Linked DNA regions of Rattus norvegicus: region 2 is linked to region 1. A link is a contact called in public Hi-C data. All regions are on one chromosome and are shown on one strand. The core of a region is the stretch at or near the end of the contact, and the rest is flanking DNA. Distances in the headings are between cores, read along the strand shown.

Evidence for each region. Hi-C and Micro-C count contacts between places; a contact is called where the count stands out from the background.
Region 2: a Hi-C map of the A7r5 cell line shows a contact between it and region 1, with 6 times the contacts expected there. The contact joins the enhancer-like site here to the promoter of Efnb2 in region 1. A contact is called at or near these places in 3 of 12 Hi-C or Micro-C datasets (the A7r5 cell line, the Rat2 cell line and mammary epithelial cells).

The regions. Positions count from the first base shown.
Region 1 is chr16:87,481,921-87,488,621 of GRCr8, reverse strand. Efnb2 (ephrin B2) reads right to left here and starts at 3,407. Exons shown (of 5, transcript NM_001107328.2): 1 at 3,268-3,407. The coding sequence starts at 3,398.
Region 2 is chr16:87,877,748-87,884,448 of GRCr8, reverse strand. No RefSeq gene overlaps it. Among named protein-coding and RNA genes, the nearest start is that of Efnb2, 400 kb to the right of the region's middle. Within about 2 kb of position 3,133, at least 3 of the 93 cell types and tissues checked have an H3K27ac peak or open chromatin away from gene starts, as enhancers often do. A contact at or near this core is called in the A7r5 cell line, where this site is marked.

The DNA.
Region 1 (6,701 bases), core at 2,158-4,657:
CAACCTACAGTCTATCATCCTGACAAAGCGTGAGGACTGTGCATGTGAGCGGTAGCCATTCCAACCCCGGTGCCTTGTGGTTTGCTTCTCCCCCAACCCCCCTCTCTATTAAAACCAGCAAGACTGGCCCAAATGCAAACTGTGGAGCACGGTTCAAGGGGCTATTCAATCAAGGCTGAATCTGCATTTGTTTATCTACAAAAATAGAAATTTCAGACACAATGGAAGGTAGGCTGGCATATATATGTTATTGACCGGTTATTCAAACAGTGCTATCCATTGTAGTTTAGTTTATCAACCTGACAGGCCCGTATTTATTCAGAGCCTGACTAGGGAGAGGCCTGTGTTTTAGGTTATCTGGATACTATCCAGCCATTCTTTTGTATCAACTCAGTCAATTTCAGGAATTCAGTATTATGTGTGGAAAAACATTACAAGGGAAAAGCAGGGTGCTTTGTAAATTAACTCGTATGTAATGCCTATAGAATAAAAACCCCAGACATAAATTTATACTGGAAGGAAGTCTTCCAGGGTGTAACTTATTTCAGAATACTATGTCAGTGTAGAGTTGCTAATCCTAAGTGAAACTATTACTCACCAAAACAACAACAGGCAGGCACCACTCTGGAGAGGGTATTCTACCGAAATGTTAATTAGAAATGGTTACCAGGCGTTGCTCCTCTTTCCAGAACTTAAAAACAGTTGAAAACTGACCTAAGCGGCACCAGCATCTTCAGATACAATGTGACTAATCTGACAGGGCAGCCGCATAATCTTTGAGTACACAGAACTTCTGATTATTACATAAACTCTCCAGGACGGGATGGCAGGCAATGTGATTAAAGTAGTTATGGAGACTCCAGTTTACAAAGGATTTTCCTGGGCTCTACATGCACACAGCTGCTGCGTGCTCCCTGTGTCCACCACCTGCTAAAAAGGCTGACCCCAGAATGAAACAAATCTAATTACCAATGCCTGCTTCATGACAAGCCACTTGTCCCACAGTTCAGGAAAAGTGAAGTGAAGCTTTCAAGCATCCGATTACCCACCTACCCGCCGCATTTTATCTACAGAAACTTTCCTCTGGAAAAGTGAACTAGGGAGGCCATGCCAGGCACTAAATACTAAAAGGCCCTTTTGTATTACTCTTCCTAGGAAGACGTCTTTCTGATCTCACAGACAGCATTCAGCCACACAGGCTTTCCAAAGACTTCCAGCCATCCTCAGGAAAATTCCAAGACACTTTATTGTGGAGGCCAGGGAGTAATCACACCAATTGCACGGTCCTGCCCCTCCAATACCCAGGGCCCTAGCAGCTCTCTATACATCTGTGGCCACAGCTCGGAAAACTATACTGTTGAAGATCAAATAGTAAATGTAAATTAAGTCACCACTCCCTCCCTTAACACGTTTCAAATCGAAGACATTATTCTCCAGGTGCTAGGTGTGCTCGGTGGTGGGGTTTAAACAACTCGTTATTTCTAATCCTTCCGGCGGCACACCCAAGTATAGTGGTCACTAGGAGCGCAAAAGACGGTTATGTTGCTCGGAAGGGCTTCAGTGGAACTTCTTTAAACTAGATTTAAATATAAATATTAAATCCGAACCGGAGGGGGGGGGGAAAGACTCAGCCTCTCCAAAAGAGGCTGTGAGTGAAAGTGCAAAGTGGAGAAAACAGGCAGCCCGGGGAAGGGAGGGGGGGGGGATGGGCGCGCCCACAGCTAACATTCGGCAGGGAAGGGTGACCTCTGTAGGCACGGCGAGCGTCAGCAGCAGCCACCACCAGGGCCCCAGTCTGAGTGAAGAAGGCTGCAGCGCTCAGATCCCAGCCAGGCGCCTTCTGGCACCACCAGGTGCCTGTAGATCCCGTGTGGCTGCAAAGATACCACGCCAGGAGAGCAAATGCAAACACCTCGCTTTAAAAAACAAAACAAAACAAAACAAAATTATTTAACAGATGAAGACTACACTAGAGGGGGCCTCAGTAACTTTAAAACAAGGGCCTCCTGGCAGCACGCAAAAAAACGTTTTGGGTCATTTACAACTGTAGATTATTTTTTGCTCCTTCTTGGGGAAACATGTTTGGTCAGTTATGTTGGTGAATTTAAAATTTACCACTTTCAAGAGAGTAGGTACAATTCTTTGCTTATGGGGTAATTAAAAAAAAAAAAAGAAAAAGAAAAAGAAAAAAACAATTCGTTCACCTCTACTCTGAAGCCGTGCACCACACGCTCAACTTCAATTAGGCCATTGATTTTGCTTCTAATCTGAAAGGTCTGAGTCCGGCTAGGAGACAGCCGGGTCTCCACGCTCTCCTAGGGCTGAGTCCAGAATTCCGCACAGCACTTTCTGGCGATGGTTGGAAAATGAGATAAGAGGCAGCACCCAGGCGCGGTTACTGGGGCCATGGCTGCATATACCAAGGGATGGCTAGCATTTTCGAAACGCGGAGCGCACCCTGGGAGCCCAGACCTGAAAGTTACTCAGGCCTGGTTTTCTCCCGACTGTGAGCTTTGCTAAAAGCAAGTATGAACAAGGGACTCCCGATCCCCCAAGTGCAAAGGCTGCAGCGTTGACTGGGTAGGGCCCTGAAGGCGTCGTTAAAATTAAGCCACCCAAGCGGACCGCGCCGCACGGGAGCTAGACCACCAGTTGGGACGCGAAAAGAGAGGCCGACATGCAGAGGGCTCGCCGCCGGAGTTTACGGCCGAGCCATCGAGCTCCCCGCACACATTTGGGCTAGGGAAAGGGCGCCGAGGCACCCGGGCTCAGGGACGCCCCGGGCCCAGCGTCCCTACTTCAAAGGGACTCTCCACTACCCCAGACCCTCAGTTCTTGTCGCCTTCTCGCTGGGCCCCGACCCGTGGCTCCCGCGCTCCTCGCAAGCGCAGCATCTCTCCAGTCCCTGTAGCCCGCCAGTGTGTGTCTGTAGCCCGGTTAGTGGCAACGTTCTCCGTCCTCGAAAAAGAAGGGAGGGCCGGGTAACGCCATCAGACACCTTTCCGGACATGCCACCGAGTCGCCAGGGCTTTGGAACCCCTAGAGCACTTGAGGTTGGAGCCCCAAAAAGAGTACCCTTGGAACCCGCGCTCTCTAGCTCAGCCGGTCCTCACCTAGAGAAATGTGGAAGGGTGGGGGGTGGGGGACAGGAGCCCCAGGTTCTAGAAACAGGCTCCAGGGCCTCCTCCCGCCCCGACCATACGGCGTACCCACGGGGCGCCGGCCGAGGGCACCGCGGAAGAGGGAAGGATCATGGACGCCACTTACTTGGAGTTCGAGGAATTCCAGTAGATAGGCTCTAAAACTATCGATCTGGAGATCGCAGTTCTGCACAAAACCATCAAAAGTCCCCAACAGTACTTCCACACAGAGTCCCTCCTGGACCGGGCCATGGCCATGGCCAAACCGCTCCCAGTTCTGCGTACTCCGGGGCGCGATGGGACCGGCCGCCGGTCGCGACCACCAATCCTCCCCGGCGGACGCGCCGCTCCCGCGGTCGCCGAGGCCAGGTGCGCTCACCCTGCGCTGCCCTCAGCGCGCGGGGTGGGGTCGAACGCGCGGGGCGCGGCGGCTCGGCGGACTCGGGGCTCCGGGGCGCCGCGCCGGACGCAGCTGGGACAGCCGGCTCCCGTGCGGCTCCAGGGTGCCGGGCCAGCCGCGGAGGGCGGGCGCGGCGAGGGCACTGGGCCGGGACAAAGGCCCGCAGCGGAGAGACCAGTCGGTGTGAGGTGGCGGGTGCTGCTCCCCGAGAGGGGCCGCCTGACTATAGATCCAGGACAGCGGGCAGCGGCCCGGGCAAGCGAGCGCCTCGTCGGCGCGGTTCCATGTCCTGGAGCGCAGAGAGAAAGGGCGCCTCCTGAATCCTCGCAACTCGCCGCCGCTAAGCAGTCAGGAGAGCACTGGGACCCCCGCAGGCGTCTGACGCGCGCGGGCCTTTGTGTGCGGGGAGGGCGCCAGGACCCGCTCAGCGCGCAGCTCCGCGATCCGACCGGTGCCTCAGTCCCCGCCGCGGAGAGTCAGCGCGCCCAGCGCGCTGTCAGAGCACTATAAACGCGGGGCCCCGCCCAGTCGCATGCAGTCCATTGGCTCGCCGCGCCGCGAGCACGCGCTGATTGGACAGCACTCCCGTCCGTCTGCCGCCCCTATCCGACACTGGGCGCCCAGAGGTACGGCGCCCCTGACAGGTGAGCCCCGCCCCCGGGACCAGCCACGTAGGGCGCCGGGGACCTCGCACTAGTGGCCCCGTGAGGCGCAGGGCACAGGGTTGGCCGCCTCTTAGCCACTCGCGACGGCAGGGTGGCCTCGACCTGCAAGTGCCTGGGCTGGCGAGTGCCCTCGTTAAGACAGAGCGAGACCTGGCGAACGCAGCGTTCCGCCGTGCGGCGCTCGCTCCCCGCCGCCCCCCGCGCGTACGGCGCCCTAGTCCTTCGCGGATTCCTTTGCGCCTCCAGTTGAGGGTCTTCTAGCTTGATTCTGGCACCAAGTGATCCAGCCCGGCCTGACGCAAGTCAAAAAAGACTCCCGCGAGGCTGCGAGCCTTAGCTGCCCACAGGCAGTGAGAGCCCGTCTGCCGCCCATCCCGACCCCGCGCTCCAACTCCGTGCGCCCCGGGCCTATCTCCGTGCGCCCGCTCCCTTTCCGGTCCTCTCTCCGCAAGAACAGCGCCTCCAAAGCTCCACTGCCAAAGTCTGAGTGGATTTTTCTTCACTAGCTCCCGAGAGACCCCGCGACCCCACAGTGGCCGGGAAGTTAGGGCTGACCCGGACGACTATCAGTCAGAGAAGTGGCAGTTGTGGTTCTCGGTTGCTTGCCCAAGACCGATTTTGAGAACTGCACCACGGCTGTGACTTCTACGGATCCACAGCGCCCACTAGCGCCCACTTTTACCCTCTGTACTTCAGAACAAGCCTACCAGCTACCGAAACAGATCTTAAGGATCCAAATACTCCCAAGTTGAAAAACACTTAAGAGGCCCGGTAGCAAGGAGAGCACAGTAGGTGGAAGGCACAGTCTCATGTATAGCCCATGGCCCAACAAAAATTAACCACGTCTGTTCTTAAAATGCTATCCATCAATACCAGAGTTTCTTCATATGGAACTAAGCAGTTTCCACACCAGTATCTTTAAACACAACTCCCACGTGGCTGTATGAACACCGGATTTAGTTACTATGACCCCCCCCCTTCTTTAAAGCAAATTTCGAGCTCTAAAAGTGTTGGCTTTCAAAAACTGTAAGTTAGTGTGTGCTAAGAGTTGATTTGGAAAAACTCGTCTTAAACCAAAACACTAAAACATCCAAAGTATTGAGCACACTCACCAAAATACAGCTTTGAGAAAAGCTTTTCTGTAATTACTATTTTTAAGTATGCCTGCAATACGATTGGGGGTGGGGTATTGAGATGGGATTCACGCTAGGCTAAGGAAGGGCTACACGCACACCAGGAATGTTTTTTGAACTTCCTGACTGAAAAACTGACAGGCACTGCTATTTGACCTTTACTGGGGGAAGAAGAATAAAAGGGCACTTTTTTTTTTTTTTAAGATCTCACTTAAGAAATTCATAGAAATCTAGTGTGAAATTAAAGGGTTTTTAAGTCATGGTCTGACTCAGTATGTGTTATGAAATTTAAGTTGTGACCTCTTAGCTCCCCATACATCCTCTCTCTGGTAAACTAAAGGAGGAATTTTGTAAGGTCTGAAAATAACCCAGCTTCTAAAAATACCATTTTCAGTAAGCCAGATATTCTAACACCCAAAGCATTTTTACTTTGGGGTCAGTGTAAATGCACTTTTTAAAAAACACACACATAATATTCCTACTGTGTGACTTTACAAGGGGACATGGAGCTAATTTCAGATATACCTGTAGTAAGCAGATACCTGTGGGCACAAGGGGCCAGTGACTGCACACAACATTCTGGTCAACTGTTTATCCAGTAATTTGGGAAACTAAAACACAACCTCAAACCACTCATATTTAATATTACATTTGTCATCATCCTAGGCAAAAATGCCATTGTGTTTTACACAGATGGCGACCAGCAGAAATTCTAGAGCCTGGCCACACCACACTGCAATGTCTCCGACTGGAACTTCATTTTACAAATACATTCTTGGGTTTGTTTTGAAAACAGGACACAACTCTTTGCCAAAGGACAACAAAGTACTTCAGCAGACGAAGTCACTGAATTCTAAAGCTAAGGATGTTTCTCAGTCAGTAGACTTTGGAATTTTAAAAGTACAAGTTATTACAAAATATAAATGATTTCTTACAGAGAGGAAGCAAAGCTGAGTTTCAGAAAGAACAATTCACTAGCCAGTAAAAATGTACCATACACCACACCTTAAAGCCAATGCTAACCACTCTGGTCTTCAGACTGTTCTTCAACTTGACCACATCAAAGGCTCCCAATCTTTGATTTGGAGGGGAAAGTGTGATCACATTCCTTAGGAAAGGGTTGCAGTCAACTGGCTCTAGTTCAACCTTTTCTTTTATGTATTAATGGAAAAAATAGTATGCTTCAACTGCAGTAATGGTAGTGCTATTTGTATACTGTAAGCAGTGTAGGCAGTAGGAAACGAAGCGTTTCCTAATGTGAACTGAGGGGTCTAAAGGTCCATGAAGGCCCACCCTGCAAACTGGGTTAGGTATTGTGGTAGACAAAGCGCCAGTGTGTAACTGACCTTACCATAAACAAGGT
Region 2 (6,701 bases), core at 1,884-4,383, 400 kb before region 1:
GAAACCCTTTGCTCAGAACTTGCTGCTTTGAGCCTGCGATGCCCTTTTGTCTCAACAATTCCCTGATAACAAATTGGTCTACCCTTAGTTTGCCACCACATTCTCTAGATATAAGTGAACCTAGCAGGGTCTCTAAGTGAGCCTGTGAATAATGGTCGTTGGAGGAATCAAGGATCCCTGGTCTCTCAGCTGGCTGCTGAGTGGCTGAACCCAGCTGACACTCCTAAGTAGCTCACTGAAGCTCATAGGAACATAAAGAAACATCCAGAAACGAGTGTCTATAACTGCCCAGCCTTGTGTCAATGCCATAAAATGTGCCTCCTTCTTAGCAATGGGAACCAGCCTCAGAGGCTTGTCTGGATGTGAATACCATGTGGCACAGGCTTAGGTGAACTGATGGGTCTTGCTGGAAATTGTGTTCTTATTTTATAAAGTATGAGTGATTCTACCAACTGTGAACAGCTGTGTAACAGTGGGAGGGATGTTAGTAAGAGCTCTCCCTTCAATCCCCAAGACCCCATCACACCTCAGTAAGAATGAGGGATGTGACAGTTACTATTCAATAGTTTAGTCTATTCTTGCTGCCATAAAAAAAAAAATAGGTTCAGTAACTCATAAGTAAGAGGAATTGGTTCCCCGTAGTCTAGACTGGAAAACCAAAGGTCAGAGCTAGAAGAGATTGGACACATGGTAAAGGTTAGCTGTCTGTCTCCAGCTAGTGGCTCTATTGATGTATCTTCCAGAGGAGATGAAGACTGGGTCTTTCTGTGGCTTTAAAGGGACAAGCTCCTTCCCTGTATGGCTTCCAAAGGACTTACCTATCAGCATCAGTGATAGGTAATAGGTGACATAGGATTCAGTTTCAGCAATGACTTTTGAGGAGGGGGACACATACATTCAAAACTACCAAGCAAAGGCTTAACTCCTGAGACTATAGCATTCTCTTGGAACACTGTCTTGGGCATTACGGAACTGAACAGGTTCCAGCTAATAGCATTATAATACCAATCCAGTGTTGAATAAAGAGGTACCCAGCATGGTCTGTCTCTCCCAGAGGAGGCCAAATGCACCTCCTGAGATATAGAGCTTTTGTATGGTAAAAGGCACACCATTGCGTATGCCTTTCAACCCTGATCCCAAACACACCAATCTAAGCTTCCATTTTCAAAGACACCAAATCAATAAATGCTCACTACGCCTGCAAGAGAGCCGACTCCAAGGATGAGAAAACTTGAAAGGGTTGACAGGTGTCAATGGGTGCTGATTGATTTTCAGGGCCTGTATTAAAAAACCAAGCATGCCAATTTACTTTCTCTGCCCATGTCGCATAACAATTTCAGTTTCCTTGAAATGTATTGCGTCTCTTCCAGACACCACTCTGAGCATTAGGAATGTCTTAGCAGTTTTTCTTGCCTGCAATTCATTTTCTCTGTCTAATACATCATTGCTCTCCAATAACAATTACGGCTTTATCTTCTACACAGCAATCTGCTTGTTGCAGCCACCACCATGCCATTAGTACCACTGTAATCTTCTCTGTCATCAGTCAATAGATTATCTGGTCCCAAGTACTAGGTTAGGAGTGACAGCAAATTCTAGCACCAGACGCTACCGTATGCAGAAAAAGGCTAGTTATCCCATCATGCTCCTTATACACTGGGGTAAAATAGAGTGAAAAGTAGATGAGTATGGCACATAGATTTGTATGGTCTCCATGTTTCTGTAATACTAATATCCATATACTAAAATCCTGCCCCACAAGGTGGTAGTATTAAAAAAGAGCTCCCTGAGGTTGAAGAACTGTCTCAGTTCTAGAAGATTCAGGTTCATTCAGTCCCAACACCCATACCTGGTGGTTCGCAGCCATCTGTAACTCCAGGTCCAAAGAATCCGATGCCCTCTTTTGACCTCCATAGGCACAAATACACGCCAAACATCATACATACACACAAGTAAAAATAAATCTTTTCAAAAAGAGAGTAAGTCAAGCCTCTAGAGCCATGACTCAGAGAATAAAACACTTGCTGCCTCAGCTGCCTCAGCTGCCTCACCACCTGAGCTCAACTCTTGATCCCCACACTAAAAGGAAGAAACTGACTCCCTGAAGTCATCCTCTACCTCCACACAAATACGGTGGCCTGTGCATGACCCCCCCCCACACACACACACATTAAATAAAATTTTTAAGGTCTCATTTAAGAAACAGAGTCTCTGAGTACATCATGAAATTGAGAGTGGAAAAGTTCTAAGAGCCAAAGGACCAGGACATATGCTGAGAGACTGCATCCTCTGTGTGTGACAGGGAAGCTACATCCATGAGGTCTCAACAAAATGTTCACGTCAATAAGACCTGAATAGAGATGATCTCAGTTGACATCATGTGGCTAGGGGAGATCTCAAAAGGCCCCGCCCCTAGATGAACTGCTAGAGACAATTATGGCTGCCAAGAAAGAAAGAGTCAGTCTTCTGTCCTAACTGGTTATCAAATACAAAATGGTCAGGTCAACCCTAAACACATGTACATACAAGTAAATGGGAGTGCCCGTGCCTCTGTGTCATGCCTCTGTGTGTGTGTGTGTGTGTGTGTAAAATAGTAATAAAGATATAAAGAAAAAGAGACAATGAATTCCAAGGGTAAGGAAGATGCAGGAGGTGTTGGAGAAAAATAGGAAGGGGGAAATGTCAACACAGTACCTATACGTGACATGTCCAAAAATAAATATAAAAGCAGAATGTTTCGAACGTGATTATGCCATAGAAATAGAGGCTCATAAAACAAACAACAAAATAACAAAACAAAACAAACAAGCAAACAAAACAGTGCCCTAATGCCCTGAGAAGCCCCTTTCCTCTTCAGTACTCTGGACCAACACGAAGGCACCATCTATGAAGACTAGTGGTGCCTTCCTGAGACAGTGAGTCTCTTGGTGCCCCCATCTTGGATTCCCTCCAACCCGGTTATCACATAACTAGTGATTTGTTTATCCAATAACTATCCAAATGAGTATTCTGTAAGTTATCTGTTCAGGAAAATACATAGCTCTGAAGGGATGTGAAATGGTAGTATGATCCTACTGAACTCTTGTTAGAACATTTAGCCTCTCGGTTCTTAGAGTGAGTTAGATGTAACCTGATCTACATTCACACTGTTTTCCTGTAGTCCCTTTGCTGTCTGTAGCCTCACATGAACCAACCTAGCTGGGCTTCTCTCAGCTGGAGACCAAGGAAAACCACTGTGTCTCACCAGGCCAGGGTGTCTTTTATCTTCTAGTTCAATCACCACCTCCTCTGTTGCCATATTAGTACACCTTGATTAACTGAGTGTGTAAATCCAAAAGCAGGTCAGATTTAATTTACGAATTCCTTTATTCCTTTATTTTTTTTCTTTAAGAATTTGTTTTAAGAGCTAGACATAATTGCATGGGCTAATGATGTAAAACTATCCACATTGTTATTTTGTTTTATCTCCAAACACTTTTCACTTCCACTTGTATGTTTTGCAGATCTGACCAACGAGACGTTCGAAGACTAATCACAAAGGCACGTATGAATAGCAGAGGTGGAATGTGGCCCCTATGCATGGAAAATAAATTTGAAAGTGTTTACATATGCAAATGTCTGGGAGCTAGAATTTCATTCTTGGCATAGAAACTAAGTTTTTAAGCACATGAAAAGCAAATGTTCCAGAAGGGCTAGTTTCTGAGAAAGGCTCGTGTGCAGAGGCATACAGCGTTCATGGGATTGAGCTGATATACGCAAAGGTGTACAGCATTTGTGCTGTTGATGGAACGTGTGCAGGGATCTACAGCATTTCATGGTGCTGACCAAATGTTATTTTAGGGTAAAAGGAAGCAAGGAATCTTGCCTTAAATGTCTACATTTTATCTATTCCATTTTCATCAAAAAACTGTCACTTCAAAGCACTAGAGCTTCATGGGATAAGATGCATTTCCTCAGTTTCTGACGTAAAAGGAGGCACGGTGAAATGAAATGTCATTCTAATTGGGACCATTAAAAAAACAAACTAACTTCTTTCCGCATTTAGAAATTTAATACACTAAATTTCAAAGGAGCTACGTATATGCTTGCGAGTGTGTGTGCATGCATACAAACACGTGTGGACATAAATTTGTATATGTGTATTTGTGTGTATGTGTGTGTATATGTGTGTGTGTGTGAGAGAGAGAAACAGAGAGAGAGAGAGAGAGAGAGAGAGAGAGAGAGAGAGAGAGAGAAAGAAAGAGAGATCCTGGAGAATCTTCACTCCTTCCACAGACTGTGTTCAGTTCCCAGGCTTGTGCTTTTACCTGCTGAGTAATCTCACTGGCTGAACTTCTGTTTTCACAATTTCATGCTCTTGGATACTAAAAAAGAGAGAAAGAAAAAAGGAAGGAAGGAAGGAAAGAGAAAGAAAAAAGAAAGAAAAAAGAAAGAAAAAAGAAAGAAAGGAGAAAGAAAGAAAGAAAGAAAGAAAGAAAGAAAGAAAGAAAGAAAGAAAGAAAGAGAAAGAAAGAAAGAAAGGAAAAGAAAGAAAGAGACTTTTTAAATGTTTGCTGTTCCTAGCTGGCCCTGTATTTACTGTACTACTGGGTTATGTAACAAACTTTCTCACATGTGAAAATAAATCTCTGAAATTCCATTTGTAAGCTACCTCAGTTTTAGCCACAAGGAAACCAGCTCAACCAGTTTCACTAATGCTTTGCAACACAAAGCAAGTATTGTGATACAGGACAAGATAGGCGATTAGGAGATAATGGAAAAGTTTGTCTTTCACTGTGAAATTATATAAAATAGGAATAGAATGTGTGATTACTGATTACAGAAGCATGAAGCCTGGAAGAAAGGCAAAGAAGCTCATTTAACTAAAAGGGCATTCAAAAGAAAGAAAGAAAGAAAAAAAAAAGCTGGGATGTAACCCAAGCTAAGGAAAACAGGGAAATGTATAGCCTAGGCTGACTTCCAATACCTGCACTCACCAGGGTGTCTTCTCAGCCACTTCCCTTTTTGTTTTTTGAGTCTGCAAATGGGAGGTCAGTTTAAATTGTGAATTTCCTTAGTATTAGTTTCTGTCACAACCTAATGTACTCTTGAGTTTTACTTCAAGACTTTCCTGTTAGTGCATTTAATTTCCTCCCTTTAACAACATTGGTATGACCTTGATTGGATAAGCTACCACAACTGAGATTCAATTTTCCCCAAGAGGAAGCCGTGATCCAGGTTGGGTCCCAAGTGTGGTGATGGGTTTCCTTCATTACCCAATATGTCCAATCACTACAAACATAGTCTTGCAGGCAATGTCTTCATAAAGGACTTTTTAAAAATATTAATTAACATAATTTCATTTATGATGTTAATAAAAACCCTTTGAAGGCTTTTTAACTTCTTACTTAATTGTTTTAAAGACAAGGTTAAGAAAGATGCCTTCTGTGTGAAATTGCTAACGCAATTATGAGAACAGAATTTCCCAGGCCTTCTTTGTTGAGCTGAAAGGGCAGAGATTACACAGACCACAAAGAGGAACCCACGGTCAAAGTCATTCTCTTTTGACAGGTCGATAACTGGGAGGTATCTTCAAGATATCACCTGATGATTCTGGTCATCTCTAGCATCTCTAGACCAGAGTCTATAATTTAAAGGCCTATGAGAAAACAAAAGCAAAGTACATCCTGTGTATGTATATATATATATATATATATACATATATATATAATATTAACAACAGAGAATTAAACCAAGTGTAAGCCTTTCTATTTGTTTCTTTTTTAAATGCTAATTGTAATTTTGTTATTTTTACATTTTTTCCTTTTTTTTGAGATTTCATACTTGCATATTATCAAATAACATATGATCCTATCTATACCATACATCCCTGTCCTGAGGGAAGTTGGTTTCTTCTGGAAGGAGTTGGTTTATTGAAATCAGGTCTTATTCTGTACTCTAGGTTTACCTAGAACTTATACTATATCCAAGGATGTCCTAGAACTCAGGGACTCCTTGTTCTTCAACATCCGCAGTGCAGGGGCTATGGACATGAGCCTCCATTCCTAGTATAAGCAAGTACTTTTTTGAGCATAGTACACCATGTGACTGCCCCAAGCCTCCATCCTGTTTCGCACCTGAACTTCATAGCCTCTAACCATTAAGGTCACTGAAGTTTTCAAGACCACATCGCCATGCCTGCTCAGACAGAGAAGTCTCTCGAAGCCTTTGCTCAACCTGCATCAAGTCAGAGGAATTCCCCAGAAGGATATAGGAAGCAGGTGGCAAGCACTAACTCTTTTGAAAGAGTATTTCATGGTCTCTCAGCAATGCTCTGTTACCGTAGGGAGAACAAAGTAATTTCACCCATTTCAATCAAGGTTCTTGACTCAGGCTCCAATTACAAGCTACAGACTACAAAGTAAAAGGCATGATAAATCTAGTTAATGTTAAGTCGTATGCGACACAGGAGCCTTTACAAACGAAGACTGAAGAAACAAGAAATTTACAGCATTGTTGTGCTTAGGTTTGGTGGCCAGGGAACATTAACTGAAGGCACATAATCAGACAGGGTAGTGATGTTTAACAGTGAACAACTGGAGGAGTCTGGTGAGATTTGATGACTCAGATTCCTCTTGGCATCTCTGACTATACTTCTTCCCCCCAGGTTTAGGAACAGTCTCTCTGGAATAGAAGGGTTTCTGACCCTCTTGAGAAGCCCA